Regions from separate parts of the Sus scrofa genome. Here regions 2 and 3 are each linked to region 1. The links are chromatin contacts, called in public HiChIP or PLAC-seq maps. All regions are on one chromosome and are shown on one strand. The core of a region is the stretch at or near the end of the contact, and the rest is flanking DNA. Distances in the headings are between cores, read along the strand shown.

Region 1 (5,104 bases), core at 1,917-4,416:
TAAATATACAAATAAATAAAATAAAATGCCTGTTCATGCTAGTGAAGCCATCAACAAGCAGTGAAATTTTACCTTCTTAGCAAATGACCAGAACACCAAAAAAAAAATGAAGAACAGAGAAGATACACAGTATTTGTCTTAAAAATTTGGTAACATTGCTAAAAATATCAATTATAAGAGCACAGAACATAACTTTTTATAAACAATAGGTCCAGCCTATTTGATATCATAATTAAGCCAAAAATAATGCTTGAAAATCCAAATCGGGTTGAGTACAATTTTATGCAGTGGTTTCAGACCCACATCATGTTCCCACTTAACGTTCTTTCTACAGGGATGTGCTCCGGGCACTCTGGACGCGGCTGGTTCCATTAAATGAGGCCAAGCAGGCCTCTATTCCTTTCACGACACTTTGGTTATGACTGTCCTCCATCAAAGATTCTAAGCTCTACAGCAGCAAGGACTACTCCCTATTACACTTTTTGGTATTATATTATCTATATACTCTATATGTCATATAATGCATTATATTATATTCTCTATTATATTCCCAGGCAGCTGTCAATAAATGAACAAAGACAGACAAATTCTGATGTACCTTTTAACACATGAATTATGATAAAAAATTAAACTTTCTAGGCTGGCAGTAACTAAATTGTTGATTTCTTGTGAAGATCTTTTTTGTTTAGGGAAGAATGGGGGTGGGGAGGGAAATGGCACAGCAGGGCCAGCTGCACAAGATTTTCCAGAGCGGAACTATGAAAGACACTGAAAACTCTGAAGTCATGAAATAGGACTAGGGCAAAAGCACCATGGAATATAAGGCTCCAACAAATAATCTTACATGATTAGAAAATACATAAAACAGATAAACTTATAAGGTGTATAAAAAGCACACAAAATTTAGGAAAAAATATGAAAAAGCCATAAAGCAAAATAAATAAAAATGTTATTAAACAGGAAGACATTAATCAAATAAAAGCCTTAGAAAATGCAAAGGTCTGATTTTTTTTCTTTCATGTCAAAGCTACTACCTTTTCTATCAGGTTTGGTGCATCTTTTAACCAGCCGAATGGAGTCCTTCACAAACTGCCGACTTGGCTCAACGAACTGCATCACCTGATCCATGATGCCTACTGAAAAAACAAACAAACAGAAAAGATGCTCACTGGTGTAATTTATTATACAGCAAAGTTCTCCTGAGTTATGTCACCATGTAAATGAGGAGTTCTGGCTGTGGCTCAGCAGGTTAAGAACCCACCTAGTATTCATGAGGATGTGGGTTTGATCCCTGGCCTCCCTCAGTGGATTAAGGATTTAGTATTGCTGTGAGCTGTGGTGTAGACTGGCAGCTGTAGCTCCAATTCAACCCCTAGCCTGGGAACTTCCATATGCTGCAGATGCAGCCCTAAAAAGAAATGAAAAAAATGTAAATGAGACTAACCTGATATGGGTCAATTTCTTCTCATGGGGGGGGAACAGACTCACAAGTGTGAAGTGACATTATTTTTGGAATCCCCAGCAGAGCATCAAAACAAAGGCAGTTAGACAACACAGGTTTGGCCCAAATTGTTATCAGCGACAAAGGGCACAAGCTCTTAATGTCATAGGGCTCTCACTGCTAAGGCTAAGCCCCTGAGGAGACACCCACTCCTGACCCACCCTGCTGTCTTCCTTCTGAGGAGGAACTAACAGCATCAGGACTCAGTAAGTACTTCCTACATTTTATTATAAACTCCACAGACACCAGTGTCCAGTGAGGTGAATGTCAACTGTGGTGCTGCAAGTCTAGAGTGGAGACAAATGTGGTTCAGATTGTTCCAAACCTCGGCCAAACAACACTTGAAGAGTCCATGGACTACTAGGTACAAAATTTTCAAATTCCAAAGACTGGCTGAACAGATATCCAGGTTCTGAGAAGCTATCAGCTAAACTCTAAATCTTTACATGTGGACACACCTTTTAAGGAAAAAGGGCTACATGTTTTACCACATAGTTTCTTTTGAGAACCCTATTGCAGAAGAGCAGGGCCACCCGGTATAGAGCTAAGGAAGCCAGCTCACTGTTGGTACTTTATTTCTAGTGCTTGCGGCAGAGGCCAGGCACACAAATACTCTATAAATTTCTGCAGAATGAATGAATGAATGAATGAATGCCACCCGTAAGAGAAGGTGGTGGTTCAAATCCCTTTCTTCCCTTTTTTCAGCCTCTCCAGGCCCAGTTCTCTCACCCACTGTGGAATAATGCATATGAAACACTAAAGCACGCTAGGAACTCTACGAACATCCTGGGCCAGCTACGCTGGGTCCCTCCTACACACCTGTCCTCGGCGATGAAACCGAAGGGCCCTTTCTCCAAACACAACGCACAACACCCAGCCCTCTGCACCGAGCATCAGGGAAGCGGCCTGAAACCCAGTAGGATCCCCCGGCCCAGCCCCACCCTCCCATCCCACAGGCCGGGACTGCGCTCTCCCGGTCACTCCGCCCCACCGCCCCAGACGCAAGCCCCGCGGGACCCTCCGCCGAAAGCGACCCCGCACGGGTGGCCGAGGCGGGGATGCAACGCCCCGCCCGGGGCCAGAGCTCAGCCTGGGGGCCTCGTCCCCGACGCCCTGCAGGAAGGCGGCCGGAGGGCTGGCCCACGCCCGCCGTCTCCGCTAGCCCCCACAGGTGGCCCCAGCGCCCGCCGCACGGGAACTCACCTTCTCGCCGCCGCCTCCGACTCTAGAGACACGTAGCACAAGAGTCCGCACACAGACGCCCACCGGAACCGGAAGCCGGGCTCGGCTACCGCCCGCTCACCTCTCCGTTCATTGGCCCATTGGAGCGACGTCAGCGCGCAGCCGCAGTAGGACGCCTCGGCCTCTCTCGCTGACGGGCACGCACAGTGTGGCCAACGCTCCGGGTGCAGCGTGGGCGGGGCGTGCTCCTAGGCCCTCCGCCGGGTGGGCGCCAGACCCAACCCCACCGACCCACCGCCGGCTCCGGCTCCAGAGACAAGTAACACAAGAGTACGCAGACGCCCACCGGAACCGGAAGCCGGCCCGGCTACCACCCGCCCACCCCTCCGTTTCATTGGCCCATTGGAGCGACGTGGGCGCGCAGGCGCAGTCGGACGCCTAGGCCCTGCTCTCGGACCTGCGCACGGAGTGCGGCTGAGGCCCCGGGGGCGGTGTGGGCGGGGCACGGGTGGGGCACGCTCGCAGGCCCTCCCTTGACCGCGGGTCGTGGGGCGGGGCGTGCTCGCAGGCCCTCCCACTGTGGGCGGGGCGTGCTCGCGGGCCCTCCGCAGTGTGGGCAGGTCGGGGGCCGGGGCACGCGTGGCCTGGCCTGCTCACGGCTGGTTGCTTCTCGATCGGGTCACCTTTGCTGGAAGGCCCAGCGGTCGGGCCATTGGCTCCTATGGGCTTCGTCGCGGGCGGTGACTTTTTGTATTTAATTTTACTTAAATTTTTTTTTTTTGTCTTTTTTTTTTTTTGCCATTTCTTGGGCCGCTCCCGCGGCCTATGGAGGGTCCCAGGCTAGGGGTCGAATCGGAGCTGTAGCCGCCGGCCTACGCCAGAGCCACAGCAACGCGTATTTAATTTTATTAGTCGAAGTGAAACTATAAGCAACGTGGTGTTTTCTATGACAGACCTAACGGGAGACGGTCTCCCACCCCAAACCTGGCCTTCCTCCGTGCCGTCCTGGGACTTCCGCTGGGCTGAGGCCGTCATTTGGGGTTCTCTGGATTTGCACTGGGGACTTAGAACAACATGTGTGTGTTATGTGTGGATTTGCAGACACGGACACAAGGTGGTCACTGGTGAACTTGTCAGCCTGTGATCCTGTGTTTTTAAAATGAAAAGCTCTTTTGACCATTATTTATCGAGCATCTACTGTGTATAACGCTCTACTAGGTGTTCTGGATAAGCCAGACTTGTCATACCCTCCTATCATGGTCTTGTAAGGGAACGCGCAGGGTAGGGAGGGGAACAAGAGAACAAAATGATTATGAAGGAAGCTACATGGCAACTAAAGAGGGGGTTGTGGAGAGGGCGGAATCAAGGTCACTGCAGGCCTCTCCGCAGATGTCACCTGGGCTAAAGGCCTAGGAATGAGGAGTAACTCAGACACGCCAGTCTGTCCAGAAAAGTCTTAACATTCTTAAAACTGAGGCAGAGTTCCCTATGAATTTTGCCATCAGTATGGACCACCCTCAGGACAGTGTGTGGACACTCTGTAAAATATAGATTCCTGACCCAACCCACTCAATCAGACTATCTGGACGTGTAGATATTAGAAACTTTACTTTAGGAACTGACGCTTTCACACATGTGAACTCAGCACTCAGCTGGTCCTGAACTGCCTTTATTCCTGTGGTGCCCTGGTCATGCTCCTTTGTTAGGCTAAGAGAAGATGTGTGTCACAGACCCCTGCTTTGAAAAATTTCTACTCTGCTTCAATCCCAACACATCCTGTAGTCAAATATCCTGTGAAGTAAGTGTCCACAGGCTCCAGTGTTTTTCTGTGACATGGAACAAAAACCTGAAATCATTTCATCACATACCTGGAAAACCTCGGCTCTTACCTGGAAAGAAAGCTATGTCCATCGCCCCAACATACTTATATTATGGCCGCCACGCTGACCCTTTATAGCCCTGATATTTAAATGAATATATATATATACACACACGCATACACACATATATCTTCACGTGTAAGTGATTAGAGTTCCTCCTTGAATTCAGAACTTATGCATGTAGATTTGGAAATACCAAATGTTATACAAGTGCAACACAGCCTTTCCTGGGGAAGGGGAGAGTGGAACTACACCACTGCAACATTCTTATATTTCTCATGAAGTGGTATGCTAGTAGGACTATGTTAAGAATCCAACGCTAAAATAAATTAAAATTGCAAAGCTGTAAAGCTGAAAAATCCGTCATGTATCAGAATGGTGCTCGGAGAAATACACAGTTAACCTAAAAGAAGGTAGGAAAGGAAGAAGAGAGCAAAATGAAAAACAAAGCAGTCCAAAATACCAAACAAATAAAACAGAAAAACAAATATAACCACATCTATAATCTCATTACATCTAAATATAATTTTTATATTTAAAG
Region 2 (5,104 bases), core at 679-3,178, 240 kb after region 1:
GCCTTCCCCTCTCCTGCTCTCTGCGTCCACCCCTCTGACTCCTAAGTAGCCCCTGCTCTGGCCCGGTTCCATAGTAAATCCTGACAATAGTAAACTAGTGAATCACCCACCACTTCCCCTGGACCTCTCGGAAGCGCTCCGAGCAGAGCGGCCTCACCCTAACGCACCTGTCGCGTCCTGAGGAGCAGACAGGGCTGCGCGGCGACCCCAGCTCTTCACTGCTGTGTCCAGACCACCGGGCTCCCCTCCTGAGGCTTCTCCTTCAGCGACCTTGAGGATGACCTTTAGACCCAGAGACCTGCAGCTCGGGGTCCTTTCCTACTCGTTCCCAAGGTGATGGGGTTATTTCAGCTCAGAAAACCTCAAGGCTCATATCAGAAACCCAAACTTAACGCTCATCTTACCCTGCTTTGCTTTGCAGCTAGTGTGCTTTTCACAAATGGAAGGTTTGTGGCAACCCGACGTCAAGCAAGCCTGTCAGAGCCATTTCCCTGCAGTGGCTTCTCCCTCTGTGTCTCTGGGTCACTTCCCGTAATTCTTGCAATATTTGGAATTTTGTCATTATTGGTTTGTTACAGTGACCCGTGAATAGTGTCTCTGATGCTCTTATTGCACAAAGATGACCACTCGCTGAAGTCCCAGAGGATGATTTGCGTTTTTTAGCAGTTGAGTATTTTTAAACTAAGGTATGTGCTTTGCTCTTGGGGCATGAGGCGCCTGCACACCTAGGCGACGGCAGTAGAGTGCAAACACGACCTTTATGTGCACCGGGAACCCGCGAACTCTGCCTGATTCGCTTGGTTTAGGTTTTCACTTCTTCTGGAACCAAGCCCGAAATGCCTCTGGGGCGCCCTGGACGCTGGTTTTCTAAAACAATGAGCAGCTAGTGTTGCACGAACACTCTGTACCGTTCATTTTTTTCATGATGAGGCTGCTGCCCCTCTTCCCTCCCGGTTGGATTCTGGTGTTCCTTCTGGGCCCGGTCTCTCTGGGTCACCTCTCCAGAGCGTCCAGGGCTGCCCCTGTCGCGGTTCTGGTGAAGGCCGAAAGCTGGCTTTGGTAACTTACTGTGTTCGGAAGCGGGCCGTCTGTCTGGAGCCGGCAGCATCTCCCCAGGCCCCGGGCACCGCCTCCGGGACTCCACGCGTTTGGCCATGCCCAGGTAGCGAGGGGCCAGGCCAGCCCACGAGCCCCATGTGCTGTGCTTGGCCGGGCACTGTCATTCCTCCTGCACTTTTGCAGCTTCTAGCCCTTTTCCTCTGCTGATTTAGGTAACATTTCCTTTGTAAATCCTTCATAAAATGAAGACTTTCAACTTGTAGTTAAGCTCATTTTCCCGCTCTAGCCAGTTATCTGTGTCTAAGTGCTTGATAGGACTTCAGAACCCTGGGGCGCGTACCTGTGTGTGTGGAGATCTGCTTGTGGGTCGAGCTGGCACGCCCGCGGACTAAAGCCCGAGAGCATAGTGTGGGGACGAGCCGGCTCTGCCATTCATGCTCAGTTTCCTGGCTCCTTTGTAAAAATTCTATCAAGCTGTATGGGAGTCAGGTGATGGAGATGACCCGTTCCTTAAAAGCGAGTTCTATTTATGGATATTTGACTTTCAGAAGACAGGAAGGTCATGAACCCTGGCATATACGTTCCCTTGGAAATGAGATGGCCCCCTCCCTTGCATGGTGACCAAGTCTGGGCTGTGTTCGCATCTGCCAGCCCCGGGGCGGCTGTGAGGGGTGCCCGTGGCCCAGCTGAGGCTGGCAGGGCATCAGGGCGGCCGTGTTGCTTGATCGCTCCCTTCCTGAAGTTCCTGGAAGCTCTGCCCAGATGAGATGTTAATAAAGCTGCCCTGCGCGTGCTGTGCAGTGGAGCCGGTGGAATGGAATGACTGCAACGTGAGTTCCTCACCCCGGCTCCTCACCAGCCTCCAGAGGCATGTCATCATCCTCCTCTGCCCGAAAAGGAAGTGGAATCAAGAGAGACTCTGCGACTTTCCCAAGGCCCGAGCCTGTGCGCTCTCTGGAGCTTGAATAACTGGTTCTGGAATTGTAGCTTGCAGGGAAACGCCCCAGAATCTCCGGAGGGGCCTGATGGCACGTGCCTGGAGTGCCCAGCTCCAGCCTCCTGCCCGCTCCTTGCCTGAGGCTCCACATCCTGGGGGGAGGAAGGCGACATGGTCCCTGTGAGAATGACCTCAGCTGACGGAGCTCCCCCCAAACTTCCCGCCCACCATGGTAATAATAACGCAGCAAAACAAAACTCACCAGCCCACATATCCACCAGAGAGCAAATGGGGAAGTAAATTGCCCTTGCTCACCGACAGGGAGTTCCTGTACAGCTCCTGCGCAGAGCCCTTCCGAGGCCCCGGGTGGGCCTTGCAGGCTGCTGGCAGGGCCTCCTGGTTTATGAAATTTGCGTAAGGAGAACGTCTTGTGATTTGCTTGTCATTCCACGTGTTCGCTTTCACGCTGTGCCTAATTTTGGATGCGCGAGTCTCGAGGCCCACAAACCCCGTGTCCTATCCACAGTCACCCAGCAGCCCTGCACAGCAGCAAGCAGATGGCACTAGGTCAGTGTGGCCATTGAGCCGCGGCCAAGATGTAGTCTGTGCTTTGCACCAGCATCCGTAGGACAATCCAGTTTGTGAAAAGAAATGAGCCATATTCGTGTTCACCTGAGCCCCTTTGAAGCAGCTTTTAGCCCTGCCTGTCCCCTTTTGTAGCCTTGGTCTTCTCTGGAACTTCAAAAGTGATATTGACTCTGTTATTTTTTCTAATTAGGAAGAATTTATTTTATAAGAAGTTTGAAAAAATTACAAGTATAATGAGAATCTGTTCTGAGATCCTGCTGCTAACATTTAAAGGTGGTGTCTCTTCCAGCGCAGACCCCCAGCTGCCCTTTGCCTTGGGGTGTGGTCGCTGGAGCAAAGAATCTCCTTTATTTAAAAAATGATGGTGCAGGTAGCTTTATTAGAAATGGAAAGGTCGTTGAGTTTTTTCCAACACCTAAACAGGCTGTGTTTCTCAGAATAAACAATTTGTGGCCTGGCTGGGACCGGGGGCGGGGACCAGTCCTGTTTTCCTACTGGGAGTGTGCTGGCTTAACAGCATATTTCTAAAGACCTAAAAACACGCATGGCCTTCCAACACTCAAGGATTGGTTGACTATATAACTTGACTCTATATGATGAAATACTCCTCAGCCAGTAAAAAAAAAAAAAAAAATTGTAGATACTTACTAAAATAAAAACCTTCCACATGCTGTGGGTGTGACCAAAAACATTTTTTTTTTAAATTTAAACTTGGCAGTGTATTAAATGAACCAAGGCAAGTGTAGTAAAGTCATATTTTTATAAATAAATTCCCTGTCTAACATGTATGCATAGGAAGAATTCTGAGGAGTTCCTGTTGTGGCTCGGGGGTAATGAACCTGAGCCAGACTAGTATCCATGAGGATGCGGGTGTGATCCCTGACCCTGCTCAGTGTGTTAAGGATCTGGCATGGCTGTGGCTGTGGCTGTGGCTGTGGTGCAGGCCAGCAGCTGTAGCTCCAGTTCCACCCCTAGCCTGGGAACAACCATATGCCGCAGGTGCAGCCCTAAAAAGAAAAGAAAAGGATCCGGAAGTCTGAGTACCCTATGAGGACCCTCGGTTTTGTCTGTCTTCCGCTGTTTGCTCATCTGTAGTCCCAATTTTGCATCAAAGAACGTGTTCCTCCAACACTAAACAAACGAAATAATTAAATTACTTGAAACAAACACAGGTACACCTGGCCCTGTGTGCGATGGCAAGCTGTCATCTCTTTGTGATTGGAAGCTTCGGTTTTCTCACTTGATAAAAGGGTCAGGAAGTACTGAAATAACCTCTGACCACAGGAACCCAGGAAGAGTTCGTGGACGGCTGTCTCGCTGAGTCTTCTGACTCCTGGGCCATGTGGCGGCCGCCAGAACCCTGGTCTCTGCAGGAGGCACGGGGAGGGAGCCTGTGTGGCCTCCCAGAGGTCACTTTAGGGACTCTCGACTGCTCTGCTCACACGCGCACATGTCGCCTTGTCCACATCCCTCTGCTGAGTTACTCTCTGGAATTCAGCTGCTGGCAACCCCGTGCCCAGAACGCTGTGAAGACTGGGCTTGCTCTTCCCCACGTCTCATCAATTACATGGGCCTTTCAGATGATTTAACAGGTGGCCGTCCCGGGGTAGCGTGACCCCATCTGACTCCTTTGGTTTTAGACTGTGGAGTGGGTGATTTTTTTTTTTTTTTTAAGTGCTACATTCTTTTAGGAATCAGCAGCCCCCATCTGGCCTTCAGCGTCGGACATCAGCGTGATGGTACAAACCTTGAAAGTCAGGGCAGTGCCCCTCACTGTGAAAAGACAAAGTCGTTGCTTCAAAGAGCTGAGCAGGACACTGGGTCCCAGAGGCACAGGACAAATTCAGGCGCCAGGTAGAAAAAAAGAGTCTTTTGCACTTAGCAGCCTGGAGAGCTGCTGTCAAAGCCACTCTCTTGGGCCAGGGGTGTCCGGGTGTCACCAGCTGTGCCTCTCCTGAGACTCGGGGCAGCCTCAGGAGGCTGTGCCTGCGCTGAGGTGCGGCTGGGGGGAGGCGCCCTCTGCTGACAATCATGTTCCCCCTCCCAGGATCCCCTGTGAGAAAGCACGATTTCACAGTCCTCCCAGGGTCTTCTGCCAACTTCTGTGAACAGATGTGGAATTAAAAAAAAAAGTAAAACAAAGAGGAAGGAGCTCCATTTTCAACTGTATAACTAGAACATTTCTGATAGAAGAAAATAGGCTAATGACTTTTTAAAAAAAAAAAATCTCAGAGATGAAATCAGTGTATTAAGTGTGCCAGGGTTTACAGATATGGGCAGACATCATTTTATTGCACTTTGCTTTATTGAGCTTCAAAGATACTGTTTTGTTTTTGGTTTTCCTTTTCCTTTTTTTTTTTTTTTTTACACAGATTGAAGGTTTGTGGTAACCCTGTGTTGTCAGCTGATGTTTTGGCAATACACTATTTTTTTTTAAATTAAGGCTTGAACATTTTTAGACATAGGCAGTTGCACACTCACTAGACTGCAGTATAGTGTAAACATAGCCGGTGTGGGGAC
Region 3 (5,104 bases), core at 1,181-3,680, 170 kb after region 1:
GCTTAGAAAAGTTGAAATACGAGAGAGCTGAAGCACACAGCCAGGGTCTGGGTTTCCGGCTGGCCTCAGGACTAGCAAGGATGCTTTGGGGCTTTGGGCAAGTTATTTATTTAACCTTCCTCAGCCACAGCATCATCTTGCAGACAAAAGCACAACCTAGCTCATGGGTGGTCAGGTAAGTTAATTTCTGATCAGTACAGTGGAGTCAGGGCTGCTGCTGGGGGTGGTGCTGGTGGTAGCTTTTGCCTGGGATATGGCCCAGGAGGGGACCTGGGATCACTTTCTGCAGAGGCTGGTTGCCTGGACCTCCTCTGTGCAGGGTCCGGTCTGGGCAGAGCTCTGCTCTCTCAAGAGGATGCCATTTCTGCCAGCTCAGCCACACGGCTTTTACTTAACAAGCAACGCATTTATGAGTACACTCTGCTACCTGTCAAGGAGCATAAAGTCATCCTGAATGTCACCTCTCCCATCACAAGCTCCACAAGTTTGAGGAGCAACTCAATATTCACATGCACGTCCCAGGAAGATGCTGAGTGGGCCTGTTCCTCTCCAGTCACTGGGACCAGTCTCGTACTGGCTTGTGTGCCTGGAGTGTCACACTGCCTCCTCAAATAATAGTTTACAGGGAGCTCTGCTTCTTGAGACGCTATCAGGTCACAGGACGGCCATTGTACCAGGACGGCACCATGACGGCTGTTGATTACAAAGAAGTGGTTCGTGAGAACCCTAAAGTCTTTCTTTTTTTTTTTTTTTTTTTTTTTCCCACACTACTGGCATATGGAAGTTCCCAGGCCAGGGGTTGAACCCCAGCCACAGCACACACTCAGCTGCCACAGAGACACTGTAGGATTCTTAACCCACTTCCCCACAGCAGGAACTCCAGAACCCTGAAGGCTTTACACACTGACTTCTTTTGTGGGACTCATGGGAGAAATTCTTATGCATGCTTAAAAAGTCACTGTAGCTTCAGTAGCTTGGTGTTTTAACACACGGACAGTTCGATTTGTGCTACCACACAAATGTTTCCTTTATAAAGGCTTAGGACCCCATCTGTGGCCCTTGTTGGGTAAATGTGTGGAACTCCTGTGAGCAGATGAGCTACAAGACACACCCTGGCTGCGTCCTCTGCCCACTGCTGTCACTTTGGTGCCCTTCTCTAGCAGGTGGCGCTTTTCTTTACAGACCATTTCTGCCTTCGTTTGAAGAGCGTGGAGGGACCAAAGCCATGGCCTGCAGAACCTACAAAGCCTTCTTCATCCTTAAATGGATGAAGGGACTTCCTTAAAACAAAGAAACAAACACAAATGATTCTCATCTTAAAGTTCCACGGACCCAATGCTCGGTAAGGAAAGATGCAAAGCTTTGCTCCCCCACATGTAGGAAAGGCCCTGCTTTAGCTCCACTTACTGCAGGTTTATGATTCCTGCTTAAAAGGTGGGGCCAACCAGAGCTGAAGGCCCGCGAGAAGTCACAATGGGTCTTGTGGGAGAGGGAGTCGGCTGTAGACAGGCAGAAGACATCTGTCCTGAAGGAGGAGGAGGAGTAGGGCAGGGCGGGCTTTGCTGGAAGCATTTAGCTAAAACCTTCCTGCAGCCCGAGAAAGCCGGCTTTCTTCTGGCCGAATCCTGAGTAGGTTTCCCCGGCTTTTCTCCTGTCAGAGTTGCAGCGTGGTTGTCTTCAGGCAGGGGGGCCCACAGCTAGTGTGTGTGCTAAGCCTTTATTCTAAGTGCTTGACTTTTTTGAAGTGATTTCCTGCAATCATTCGTCTTTCAAGTACTGCTCGCTGGTGCACGGCCCATGAAATGCTGCGGGCTCCTTTGGTGCCTATGCATTCACTCAACAAACATTTCCCCAAGGCCAGAATCTGTGCTAGAGGTGGGAGTCCTTATTTCAGATGATTTCAAGGGTGCTTGACGGGACCTGAAGGACCCTGGGACTTGAGTGCATCTCAGAGGCCAGGGGGCGCCTCTGCCGCCAGGCCAGCCTCTGACCCGCCCTGGGATCCCGAGGTGCTCAGAGAAGTTGGGGCCACAATTAAACAGTGGTCTCCCCCGCTGGGCCAGCATCCGGCCTTGGGCAGAAGGCTCGGTCTGCTCCGCGCCGGGACACGTCTGCTCTGCAACTTGGAGGACGGCGGAGGGGAATGGGCAACCCGGGGGCAAAGGTGGCTCCAGGAAGGTCAGGTCGCCAGCAGCAGGCAAGTGGGCGAGGACCTGCCCTGCCGGCGGGGCAGCGCGGGGCAGTCCTCCCGGGGCTCGGCTCCGCAGCCCGCTCCCGCGCGGCGCTCCTCCCGCTGTCGCCTCCTCCGCCCCGCGCGCCGCCCGCCCCTCCTCCCGGTCCCTCCTCCTCGAGCCCGGCCTCCCCGCGCCCCCGCCCCCGCCCCCGCGAGCCAGACGTCCGGGCGGCCGGCGCAGCGCGCAGCCTCCGCCCCGGCTCGGAGCTCACGCCCGCGGCCCGCGCGATCCCCGTCCGCTCCGGCCGCCGAGCCCGCGCCCCGCGCCCCGGCCATCGCTGCGTCCCGACCGAGCGCCGAGCCCCGCGCGATGCGACGCTCCTGGGCGGGCGGCGCCGCGCTCCTGGCGCTGCTGGCCGCGCACTTCCAGGCGAGTCCGGCGCTGGAGGAGAAGAAAGGTAGGGGCGACCGCGCCGCCGTCCCGCCCGTCCTCAGGCGGCCGCGCAGCCTCGGGCGCGGCGGGCCGAGGAGCCCGAGCGCCGCTTCCCTTCCGCCCTCCCGGCCCCCGCGGGGTGGACGCCCCGGCGAGCGCGTCCCCGCACGTGCGCCCGCGGTGCGCCGGGCTGGGGGGCGGCGCAGGCGGGACGCGGGGCCCGTGCCCGGACCCCGGGACCCGAGCGGCCCTCCGCGCCCGGCCCCGCACCCGCGCCCCACGCCGGAGCCAGCTCCCCGACCCCTCTCCTGGCGCGGCCTTGACCCAGAGGCTCGAGAGCTCGTTCCGGGCACTGGCCACCTGCGCTTCGGGACCGGGAGGCCAGAGGTCCTCCGGCCCCACCGCCCCTCCGCGTCCCGCAGCGCCTCCCGCCGTCCGCATCCCTCGGGCGGCGAGTAGCCACTTCCCGGGACTCCCGAGATTTGTCCCCTCTTGCAGCCCTTGGGCGGCGTGTCCGCGCTTCGCAGTGGAAGGGACGGGGCGGTGGGAGCGGCCGCGGCAGGAGGGCCAGTTCTGGGGCGAACGGTCCAGGGGCGGGACGCATCCGGGCCGGCCGGGTCCCCACAGTTTCAAAATATGGCTCACAGCAAGCGTTCCTCCTCAAAATCTAGAGATTTCTCTCTCTGGGATGTGTCTTTTAGCTTTTTGAAGAATTTGACATCAGGCCAACCAAAATATTAAACTTTAAAAAAAAAAAAAACCGGATTGATGTCCGTGGTTCACGTGGGCCAAATGTCCAGACCAAACATGAGCGAGTCTGGCTTCGTGACTACCGACCATAAACCCACTTGACATGAGAAACATGCCTGAGAAGGTTTAATTGCACAATTTCAGACTCAAGCAGCCGGGGTTCCAAGAGTCAGGTCTGTACTTGCTGTTGATGTCACTGGCACAGCGAGACAGGGTTTGGTGCTGAGTGCGATGGTGGGGGGAGCAGTAAGTCCTAAAGCAGTGCACCCCAAACTTGGCTGCAAATTAGAATCGGTTGGGATTTAAAACGAAACAAGACACCTTGTCTGGCTCCCACCCCCAGACTGCCTAATTTCACTGGTCTGGGATGAGACTGAGGCATCTGGATTTTGAAAAGCTCCTCAGGTGCTTCTGCTGGGCAGCCAGGCGTGGATCTCACTGGCCATGGAGGTGAAATCCCTGAAGTGATTACCTGCAAGGGTCAAAAGCTCTTTCAGAACCACTGGAGTTTTAACAACCTTGCAAAATATGGGAAAGAGGAGGTGAGGGATGGTATGAGTGACCAGGCATATGCCTCTTTTCACTGAAAGCGTCTCCTGACGGGTCTCGAGGCCCTGCTGCTCCCTGCTGTGAGCCCAAGGCTGTGGTCCTGCTCCTGAGATAGTTGACCGCAGGGTCCTTTGAGCAGCAGGGGCCCTGCTGCTCCCTGCTGTGAGCCCCAGGCTGTTGGGGGTGGGGGCATCCTTATTTTAAATTAAAGTGTTGGAGCATCTCCAAAGCACCACCTTTCTCCAGAAGAGCCCGCAGCTCTCCGCTGGTACCCCTTTGAACACTGCTGTTACCGCTTGGAGATTTGTTTCTAAGAAAAATATAAATACCACTTAATTTGCCTGTTAATCCCGTATTTGTTTAAAACAGAATGCTCCTGAATAGAATAGTGGGATTAGATGAACAAATGTCATTGGGCTAAAGTAAATAAGATGACCAAGTAGGGCAAAATATTAACCCAAAGTGTGAAAGACCCATGTCAGTCACATTTGGTCAGCTTTGTTCTAGAGAATTTACTCATTTTAGAGAGATCTGTTTGGTTCTAAGATGTAGTGTCTTTGTTCTCACTGCACTTGGTCCTGCCAGACGCTGTTTTAAGTTTCCTTTGAGTCCTCACAAACCATACGAGGTGGGTCCTCTCTAGTCTGTGGGGAAACCCAGGTCTGGGAAGTAAAGCGACTTTTCCAAGGCCAGCAAGAGGCAGAACCCGGATTCACACTCAGGCCTCTGGCCTCCCAGAGGCTCCCCTGCCACCTGACTGCGATGCCTTGTGGGTTCTGATCTCTGGAGCCCTGCCGTGTGTGTGTGTGTGTGTGTGTGTGTGTGTGTGTGTGTGTGTGTGTGTGTGTGAGAGAGAGAGAGAGTGAGTGTATGTGTCGGGGGTGGGGGGAGATGGGGATGCCGCCCTCCTGCCGTTGGGACCCCTCTCCTGGCACTTGGGAGGCGCCTGTGGAGGAGCTCAGTCACAGCGAGGAGCTGGGAGACGCTGGGGGGGTGTTGAGCAAGCCCCTCGCTCTAGCAAAGCTGAGGGTGAAGGTGCTGCTGCGGCAGTGACCTTGGGTGGGATTCCACCTGGGCAGGCCCTCCTTTTAGGACATCCGTGTGCCGTGGGTCTGGGCTGTGTTGAAGAGGACCTGCTCGGGGGCTTTGAATGGTATCCAGAGAGAACCCTCCTTCCTCTGAGAAGCCCGGACCTGAGG

Evidence for each region. HiChIP or PLAC-seq counts read pairs in DNA pulled down with a chosen protein or histone mark.
Region 2: an H3K27ac HiChIP or PLAC-seq map of alveolar macrophages shows a contact between it and region 1. The contact joins the enhancer-like site here to the promoter of SEC61G in region 1. A contact is called at or near these places in 12 of 47 Hi-C or Micro-C datasets (alveolar macrophages, embryonic fibroblasts, epiblast stem cells and 7 more) and 2 of 2 datasets of contacts at active chromatin or transcription factors (alveolar macrophages and skeletal muscle).
Region 3: a contact with region 1 is called in an H3K27ac HiChIP or PLAC-seq map of alveolar macrophages. The contact joins the promoter of EGFR here to the promoter of SEC61G in region 1. A contact is called at or near these places in 8 of 47 Hi-C or Micro-C datasets (embryonic fibroblasts, fetal liver, liver and 4 more) and 2 of 2 datasets of contacts at active chromatin or transcription factors (alveolar macrophages and skeletal muscle).

Annotation. Positions count from the first base shown.
Region 1 is chr9:139,132,665-139,137,768 of Sscrofa11.1, forward strand. It overlaps SEC61G (protein transport protein Sec61 subunit gamma), which reads right to left and starts at 3,167. Exons shown (of 4, transcript XM_021063933.1): 1 at 2,705-3,167; 2 at 1,035-1,133. The coding sequence starts at 1,128.
Region 2 is chr9:139,377,678-139,382,781 of Sscrofa11.1, forward strand. All of the region lies in intron 1 of EGFR (epidermal growth factor receptor), which reads left to right. Among named protein-coding and RNA genes, the nearest start is that of EGFR, 78 kb to the left of the region's middle. Within about 2 kb of position 1,929, at least 18 of the 83 cell types and tissues checked have an H3K27ac peak or open chromatin away from gene starts, as enhancers often do. A contact at or near this core is called in alveolar macrophages, where this site is marked.
Region 3 is chr9:139,299,980-139,305,083 of Sscrofa11.1, forward strand. It overlaps EGFR (epidermal growth factor receptor), which reads left to right and starts at 2,431. Exons shown (of 28, transcript NM_214007.1): 1 at 2,431-2,631. The coding sequence starts at 2,544.